2 separate regions of the Mus musculus genome follow, and region 1 is linked to region 2. A link is a contact called in public Micro-C data. All regions are on one chromosome and are shown on one strand. The core of a region is the stretch at or near the end of the contact, and the rest is flanking DNA. Distances in the headings are between cores, read along the strand shown.

Region 1 (3,739 bases), core at 1,199-3,698, 290 kb after region 2:
CTGGAGGCCAGGGCAGGGGTTGGGGGGGGAGTCGAGAATTATAGCACAGCACAGAAGCAACCACCTCCTCCCAGAGACACATGGGGACTCATTAGGGATGGAGAGAGCCACAGTTGGCAAAGCCAGCCCTCCACTTAGGGGCTTTTGTAGGGAGGAGAGACAGGATGTGATAAGACAGTTAAAAGTAGCTCTGTAGGGCCCAGTGACTTGACGTACACCTCTAGACTCTGTTAGACAGGAGCATCACTTAAATCTAGCTTAGCCAAGCCAGGCAACACGGGAAAAGCATAAAAACCGCTGGTAATGCAGCCCAGTGATCAAGGGTCTACTTGGCATGCCCAAGTTCAATGCCTAGCACCATAAATACAACAAACTTGCTCTTACCAGCCGGAATCCTACTCTGATGCCAAAGCCTTCCTTTTTAGGAAGTTGACAGGGACTGTACCGTGCCCTGAGGAAAAACCATTCAGCTCCACAGCAAGAGAGAGCCAGGGCAGAGAGTGACCCTGGAGGTGCATGTCTGGGGGGGCCTGGACAGACAGACTTACCCCAATTGTCAAAGGATGGCTCTTTCCTCCGGTTCCAGCGCTCCTTAAGCGCATATTTCAGCATCTTGTCGCTGGCGTCCACGCTCATCACGCTGAAGCCCTCTTCCACCAGCATGATGGAGTCCACTCTGGATGAGGTCAGAAACGGGGGACTAGAGGACCAGTCAGAGGAGCCTGGGAGGCCAAATGTGTGTGACATTTCCCCAGACATAACATTCCAGAGTCCGTTCCTCTGCTTCCTGTCCCAGGCCATCTCTACTGGTCTCAAGTGACCCATTAAGAATTTTCCTGGGGGCTGGTGAGATGGCTCAGTGGGTAAGAGCACCCGACTGCTCTTCTGAAGGTCCAGAGTTCAAATCCCAGCAACCACATGGTGGCTCACAACCATCCGTAACAAGATCTGACTCCCTCTTCTGGTGTCTGAAGACAGCTACAGTGTACTTACATATAATAATAAATAAATCTTAAAAAAAAAAAAAAAAGAATTTTCCTTATCAAGTAGCAAAAAAATTTTTTGAGAGTTTTTTTTTTTTTGTTTTTTGTTTTTTTTTTAGCCTGGTTTAAACAGTGAGTTCCAAGACAGCTGGGGCTACAAAGAGAGACTCTGTTTCAAAAAAATTTTTTTTCAAAATTTAATTTCATGTGTCGTGCCTGAATATGTGCATCATGTGCATACCTTGTGTCTGCAGACCCCAGAGAGGGTGCTGGGCACCAAATTTGGGTCCTCTGTAAGAACATGTGCCATCTCCCCAGCTGCCTCTTATTAGAAACAGGGTCTCCTAATGTAGCCCTGCAGGGCCTGGAACTCACAGAGAGCCACCTATTTAGGACTCCCTGAGTGCTGGGATTAAATATATGTGCCACTACTCCTGACATCAACACATTTTTTTTTATTTTTAATTATGTCTGTATGTGTAGTACATGTGAGTACAGTGCCCTCCACGGCCAGAAGGGAGCGCTAACCTCCCCCTGGAACGGAATTCCAGGCGATTATGAGCCACCTGATGCAGATGCTAGGCACTGAGAGCCTGTCTTCTGCCAGAGCCTAAGGGGCTCTTAGTAGTCGGACCATCTCACCGGCTCAATGGCTTTTTGTTGTTGTTTTTGTTTTTAAATCATAGTCAGGCATTCTACAAAAGTGCACTTGAGAACCTGGCATACTGGTGCTCCTGGAAATATCTCAGTCAGAGGTGTCCGTGAGTTCTGGGCTGAGTCGGGAGTGTGGGCCAGACACTATCCTGGTCTGTATCCTCTCCACCAAATGGGGGCCTTTTACCTCTTGGAAATGACTTTTTCTTTAGTACTACTGGTTGGAGAAAAGCGCTGCTCACCTCGTGGGGTTTTGTTACAGCTTGCAACACACGTACCCAAACTCCTGGCACAGCACTTGGCTGTGCAAACGTGCTACAAATGTTCTGTTCACACTGCCAGAGGCCAATCGCAGGAGGAACAGCGCCGGAGCCAAGGATCCACCTTGACCCAAAGCTCGGATTTTGCTCTGTCCCATGAATCCTTCTCTGCGCACACCCTGGCCCCTTCCCGCACTGTTTCGGCAGATGCTCTCCCATGCCCATACTACCCTGATGAGCAAGGGCTCTTGACCCCCTAGTACTGCCTGCCAGGCTCCAGCCCGCAGAGGCTGCCCAGACTGGCCTAAGCAGGCCGGCCCGTTTGGACTCACCCTGTGCCACAGGCTACGTCCAGCACCCTGTGGCACCCGTGCTGGCGCAACAGCCCAAGCAACCACGCCTTGTACTCTGCGGTACGGCTGCGGGTGTCCCCGATGTACAGCTGCCACACACGTGCGGCCTCCCCATCTGCATACTGGTCCGGGAGCCCTTCGGCCGCCACCCCCAGGGAGCGGGTACGGTACACGCTGTCCACCATCCTGACCGGCGCCTGGCTCTCAGGCCACGCGATCCGCACTTATAATCCTCTGGCAAGGCAGTCCCACCTGGCCAATGGCAGGTGAGAGCAGGGACACGCCCCTGCTGGGCCCTGGGCCCAGAGCCAGGCTTGCTGCCTCTGCCTTGAGGATGGCTCAGCACAGCAATCCTGGACCTGGCTTAGTAAGACAGGTCAGATAGGACTCGCCAGGGTGGCCGGGAGGAACTCACAAAGTAAAGCAATGAGAGATCACTCCACCCCTACCCAAGGAGGAAGGGGAAGAAGCCTGAAATCCACCCAAAACAGAATTATTACATGCCCAGCCCAGCACAGTGTCTACACAACACTGCTTATCATTTAGTGGAGGGAACACTCCGCTAAAGAGAGCCACTGTGTCGGGACATTATGAACAGTCTTTGAGAAAGATGCCCATCCAAGTACAAGAGTACACCTGGAGATAGGCGTGTCTCTCTTCCCCTCCCCCATACCAGCCAGGAGCCTCCTAAGGTAGCCTGGGCCTTCCAATCCATGGGCTTTATACTCTGCAATCTCTTAAAGGCTGGGTGTAGTAAGGTGAGACAGGAGGATTATTAGTGCTCAATGAATTAGTGAACAATGTGGGAGACATAGCAAGCCTTCCATCTGCTTTCCATGGGAGCACCTTCAGAGAGGAAAGTTGGGGGTCGGCAGGGAAGGTGCTCATGGCGCCCGCTCGGGCTAGCGTCACTGTATAACCTGAGGGTCCGTTTCGTGTTACCCGCTCACCCTTTTTACCCCACCAAGGACAAGATCCCAGCCGGGCTAAAGTCGGCTCTGGAAGATGCGTGTGAGCGACGAGAAGCCTGCCCCGCCTGCCCTGCCTGCCCACACACTTCCAACTCTGTGAACACTCGTTACGTGGAAAGAAGAGAGAAGACAGGGAGCATCCCGCCCGCCCGCCCGCCCGCCCTCCCTTCGCCTTCCCAATGCAGGGTGAACCCTGGAGATGGAAGGAGGCCCACAGTTGTGTGACTTAACCTTCTTATAGTAGGTATGGCTGTTTTGACTTCATAGATGTCAGTATGTGTCTGACGCCCGTGGAGCCCAGAATCGAGAGCTTCAGATACCCTGAACCTGCAGTTGTAGACAGTGGGGAGCCACTCGGTGGTGCTGAGGACACTGAACCCCACAGAGGACCAAGTGGTTTGTTTGGTTTGGTTTGGTTTTTGTGAGAAAGGGTTTCTCTGGCTGTCCTAGAATTCACTCTGTAAACCAGGCTGGCCTCGAACTCAGAGATCCGACTGCCTCTGCCTCCCAAGGGCTAG
Region 2 (4,187 bases), core at 1,202-3,701:
TTTTTTTTTCCAGGCAGGAACTTACATAACCCAGACTGCCTTTAAATTTCATTGTGTAGCTGAGCATGACCTAGAACTTCTGACTGTTATGCCTCTGCCTCCTGAGTATTGTGGATAGAGGTATGCACCATCGCCACTGTCTACTAAGTACTGGAGATAAACCCAGGGCTTTGTGTATGGCAGGCAAGCACCAACTGAACCAATCCCCAGCCTGTCTCTTGGTCTTCTTGTTCTTTGTTTGTTTGTTTCTATTATTTTTAGTTGTGTGGGTGTGGGTTTGGATGTATGTATCTGTGTTCGGGTGTGTCTGTGTGTGTCTGTGTATCTGCCTGTGTGTGTTTCTCTGTCTGGGTGTTTAGATGTATGTATCAATGTTTGGGTGTGTCTGTTTCTATGTCTGTGTCTGTGCCTAGGTGTATATCAGTGTCTGTGTATGTGCCTATGTCTGTGTGTCTTTGAGTATGCCTATGAGTATATGAGTGTGTGTGTGTGTGTGTGTGTGTGTTTGGGTGTATGTATCTGTGTTTGGGTGTGTCTGTGTCTATGTGTGTGTCTCTGTCTATGCCTATGTGTGTTATCTGTGTCTGTGTCTCTGTGTGTCTTTGAGTATGAGTGTGCGTATGTATGTGTGGCCCACAGGAGCTAGAGGTGTCTGATCTCTGAGAGCTGGACTTACATATCTCCTCCAGAAGAGCAGCGTATGCTAACAGCTGAGCCGTCTCTCCAGCCCCCACTTTTGCATCTTAGTCTCTAACTAACCGCACAGCTGCTCGCCATTCTCACCAGATGCTAATGATGCCCGGAACACATGGCAGAGTGGCAGCTAGCAGAAGCCACCGCCAGCTCCGTATCAGGTACCCAACCAGGGTCAGCAGCAGCACCCCTCCTGTCCAGAAGGTGGTGCTGATGACCCCAGCCACAGTGCGGTGCTCCACATCCAGCCACTCTAACTCTGGGGACAGAGAGACCATTAGCAGGGGCCAAATGGACCCATCTTCCTCCACCCCCCCACCCCACCCCACCCCCGCAGCCTCCCTCCAGGCCTCGCCTCACCCAACGGAAGTACAATGATGGTAAAACCAGCCAGGGCTGAGCCGGTGAGCATGCGGGTGGTGACAAACATGATGTAGTTGACCGAGGCTGCAGACATCAGGCCCAGCGCCAGGGTGCTCACGTAGGCCACCAGCAGAAGCCGGCGCCGGCCAAACCTGCCAAGGGCCATGCGAGGTCAGGTCCCCACAGGGATGCCCAGATACAGGTGATGAGGCCTGTCCCCAACACCGGTCCCTTATTTCACCTGTCAGACAAGTATCCGTACACCACAGCCCCCAGCAGCACGCCGATGAAGAAGCACGTGGATGTAACTTTGTTCAGGCCTCTCTGCTGACACACCAGATCCCACTGCAGAGACAGGCGGGTAAGTTGTCGGATCTGTAAGAGCCCCTCTCCAGCCACGATGTCCCTCCTCTCCAGACTCCCAGGCAGCCCTGACCGTTTCAGAAGATTCCCCCATCCCTAGCTATCAACCTCAGCACTAGAAAGGGAAGACTTTGCCTCTCCCTAGTCCTAGAGCTCAGTGCTTTCCCACAGAGGTCCATCACGGCCACCAAGGAATCCTGTTGTCTCTCCGCAGGGAGACTCCACCCACCCTTCCTCTCGGGATGACTCAGGTAAATCTCAGACCTGGGACAGGAATGAGGCAGAGGGGAGAAAAGGATGGAGGCTTCCACAGTTTCTCTATCTTTTACTACAGAGATGTCCTTTTCAGCCTCTGTTCCAACTCCCTGGAGCTGCCTTAGCCCTTGGGTAAATTATAGTAAACGAACTGAACCCAGCTTTAAAGCTACAGGCTGGTCTCCACACGGGAATGAAAGTCCTTAGAGTGCAAGAAGGTTCTCTCCGGTCCCCTGCCCCCAAGGTAATGGCTGGCTCAACCCACTCACATATCCCGCACCCTCTGGGCTTGGGTACCTCAGTTGCAATGGTGGAAGAGAATTCTGAGCGGTCGTACTCCCAGCCCTGGGAGCAGGGCACTGTGAGGGGCTCACCCTCAGGCTCCCCAGAGTTGTACACCTCTGTTCCCAAGGTGACATTGGGAAGAGCCTGGGGATAGGCAAAGCGGAGGCAGGAACTAAAGCTGCCGTCAGTCTCCCGGGGTAGATGGGTTTTCAGCCACAAGTCCTGGTGACTGAGGTTGGCTGGGGCATCAGGCAGGGCACAATGATGGGCAGGCACAGCAGCCATGAAGATGGGCAGGAGAAAATGCATCGGGAGCAGGAATCGGGGCAGGGCCAGCAGCACCAGATTCCGCAGTTGGAAAGGCCCAAAGCCACCCACCTTGTGCAGCAGCTCTTCGAAGCCCATGCCCTCCACCCACCAGGTGTGCCTCTATAGTACCTAGGATCGGTCAACCTGCTTGCTACATGTGCCCTTGGACTCTGGAGGTGGGAATAGTTGTACTGATGAGTGCAGAGTCTGTAGCCAGAATCCAGCCCCCCAGAGGCTGGCCCAGACCTGGGCCCTCCCACATCATCTACACATCAATGGATCCTACCTAAGGGGAAAGGCCACCATTCCTCAGAGGTCCTGGTGTACTCTGGCCTTTACACATTGGAGCTCAGAGAACAGGTAGCAGAGCCAAGGGCTGGCATAGGAGGGCAGCCAGGTGTGGATTGAGTGAGGCCTGAGCTACTGATTAGACCTTCAGGGCTATGTAAGGTAAACAGGTCCCCTGGGTATAGTGCCTGCTGTCCTGGGTAGCCTTTGTCCTGTGAAACTTTAGGTCAGCCAGCCTTGTCTATTTGCAAGCACAGCACAGTTTGACTCACAGCCCAGGACTCAGGATGAGGGCTGGACTCCCCTTGGGTAAGGGAGCCTCTGATAAACCCCAAACTTTCCCCATAGCCCTTGGCCATGTCTGGAATGGACGCCCTAACCTAAGTGACCTCTGAGGTGACCTCTGAGACTGTGCTGGCCCTGTGTGGGGGTCTCAGGAATTTTCTTTTTTCTTTCTTTCTTTCTTTTTTTTTTTTTTAAAAAGATTTATTTATTTATTATATGTAAATACACTGTAGCTATCTTTCAGACACTCCAGAAGAGGGCACCAGATCTTGTTATGGATGGTTGTGAGCCACCATGTGGTTGCTGGGAATGGAACTCAGGGCCTTCGGAAGAGCAGTCGGTGCTCTTAACCGCTGAGCCATCTCTCCAGCCCAGGAATTTTCATCTGCAGTCCAGTCTGCCTCTTTAAGAGCATCCTGGATGACGTTTCCCAGGGTTGCAAAGAAGAACCTGGAAGGTTAGGGAAGGCCCGAGGCTTCTGCGGGGCTAAGTGCCAGCAAATGAGTGCATGGTGATTGGTGGGGAGGGGCGTCTCTGTGGATGACCAGAAGGTTCGCTCTACAACTGATTGTGGTGCCGGTGCCGTCATGCTGAGTTGTATAATTTGAGTTGAAAATTATGTAACAGTTGCATAAATTATAGAACAACAAAATAACTTTTTTTTTTTTTGCATTTCTGAGAAAATTTTATTGGCTTTTTGGAAAAAGTTGATTTTCCAGGAAGGATGATCCCATCGTACTTCTGCTGGAACCAGCGCGTGGCCTCCTCCTTGCTGATTCTGTGTTTGGCCCCAATGCAGCCTGTTCTGCGCTTCTTGTCTGCGATGCTGAACCCTGGCCTACCCAGTACCTCATAGAAGTCCAGGCCGTAGATCCCAATGCTTGGGTCGTATTTGATGCCCAGGTCAATGTGTTCCTGAAGTCCAAAACCAAAGTTTCCAGTATCCGAGAAGTTATTTTTCCACAACTCATACTCCCGCACCTTCAGACCTTTCTCCAGAATTTCCTCTGCCTTGGCTCCGCGGACTGTGCAGTGAACGGCAATCTTCTCATTTCTCCGGATGCCAAAGGACCTGACAGTGTATCTAGCTTTGGAGAACACCGGGGTCTGGCCTGTGAGCTGCTCCAACACCTTGGCTGCCCGGGTCAGTCTGTCTCCGCAGATATTGAGGCAGAGCTTGCGGATGCGCGGTTCCCGCAAGGGGTTCTCCTTTTCCCCTTGATCTTGCGCCATGGTGGAGAACAGGAAGCACAAAATAACTTTTAAAAGGTGGAGGAGGGGCAGGGAAGATGGCTCAGATGGTACAGGCACTTGCAGAGAATGGTCACCTGAGGTTATAAATTCTC

What was found. A called contact is a pair of places that touch in the nucleus more often than the background predicts.
Region 1: a Micro-C map of embryonic stem cells shows a contact between it and region 2, with 2.5 times the contacts expected there. The contact joins the promoter of Gnmt here to the promoter of Slc22a7 in region 2. A contact is called at or near these places in 4 of 484 Hi-C or Micro-C datasets (the G1E-ER4 cell line, embryonic stem cells and regulatory T cells), 1 of 115 datasets of contacts at active chromatin or transcription factors (embryonic stem cells) and 1 of 9 other capture datasets (embryonic stem cells).

The regions. Positions count from the first base shown.
Region 1 is chr17:46,726,717-46,730,455 of GRCm38.p6, forward strand. It overlaps Gnmt (glycine N-methyltransferase), which reads right to left and starts at 2,449. Exons shown (of 6, transcript NM_010321.1): 1 at 2,230-2,449; 2 at 549-676. The coding sequence starts at 2,435.
Region 2 is chr17:46,436,026-46,440,212 of GRCm38.p6, forward strand. It overlaps Slc22a7 (solute carrier family 22 (organic anion transporter), member 7), which reads right to left and starts at 2,452. Exons shown (of 10, transcript NM_144856.2): 1 at 1,972-2,452; 2 at 1,298-1,401; 3 at 1,054-1,208; 4 at 784-952. The coding sequence starts at 2,364. It overlaps Gm36541 (a long non-coding RNA gene), which reads left to right and starts at 1,026. Exons shown (of 3, transcript XR_385613.3): 1 at 1,026-1,417; 2 at 1,634-1,670; 3 at 1,754-2,055. It also overlaps the pseudogene Gm5093.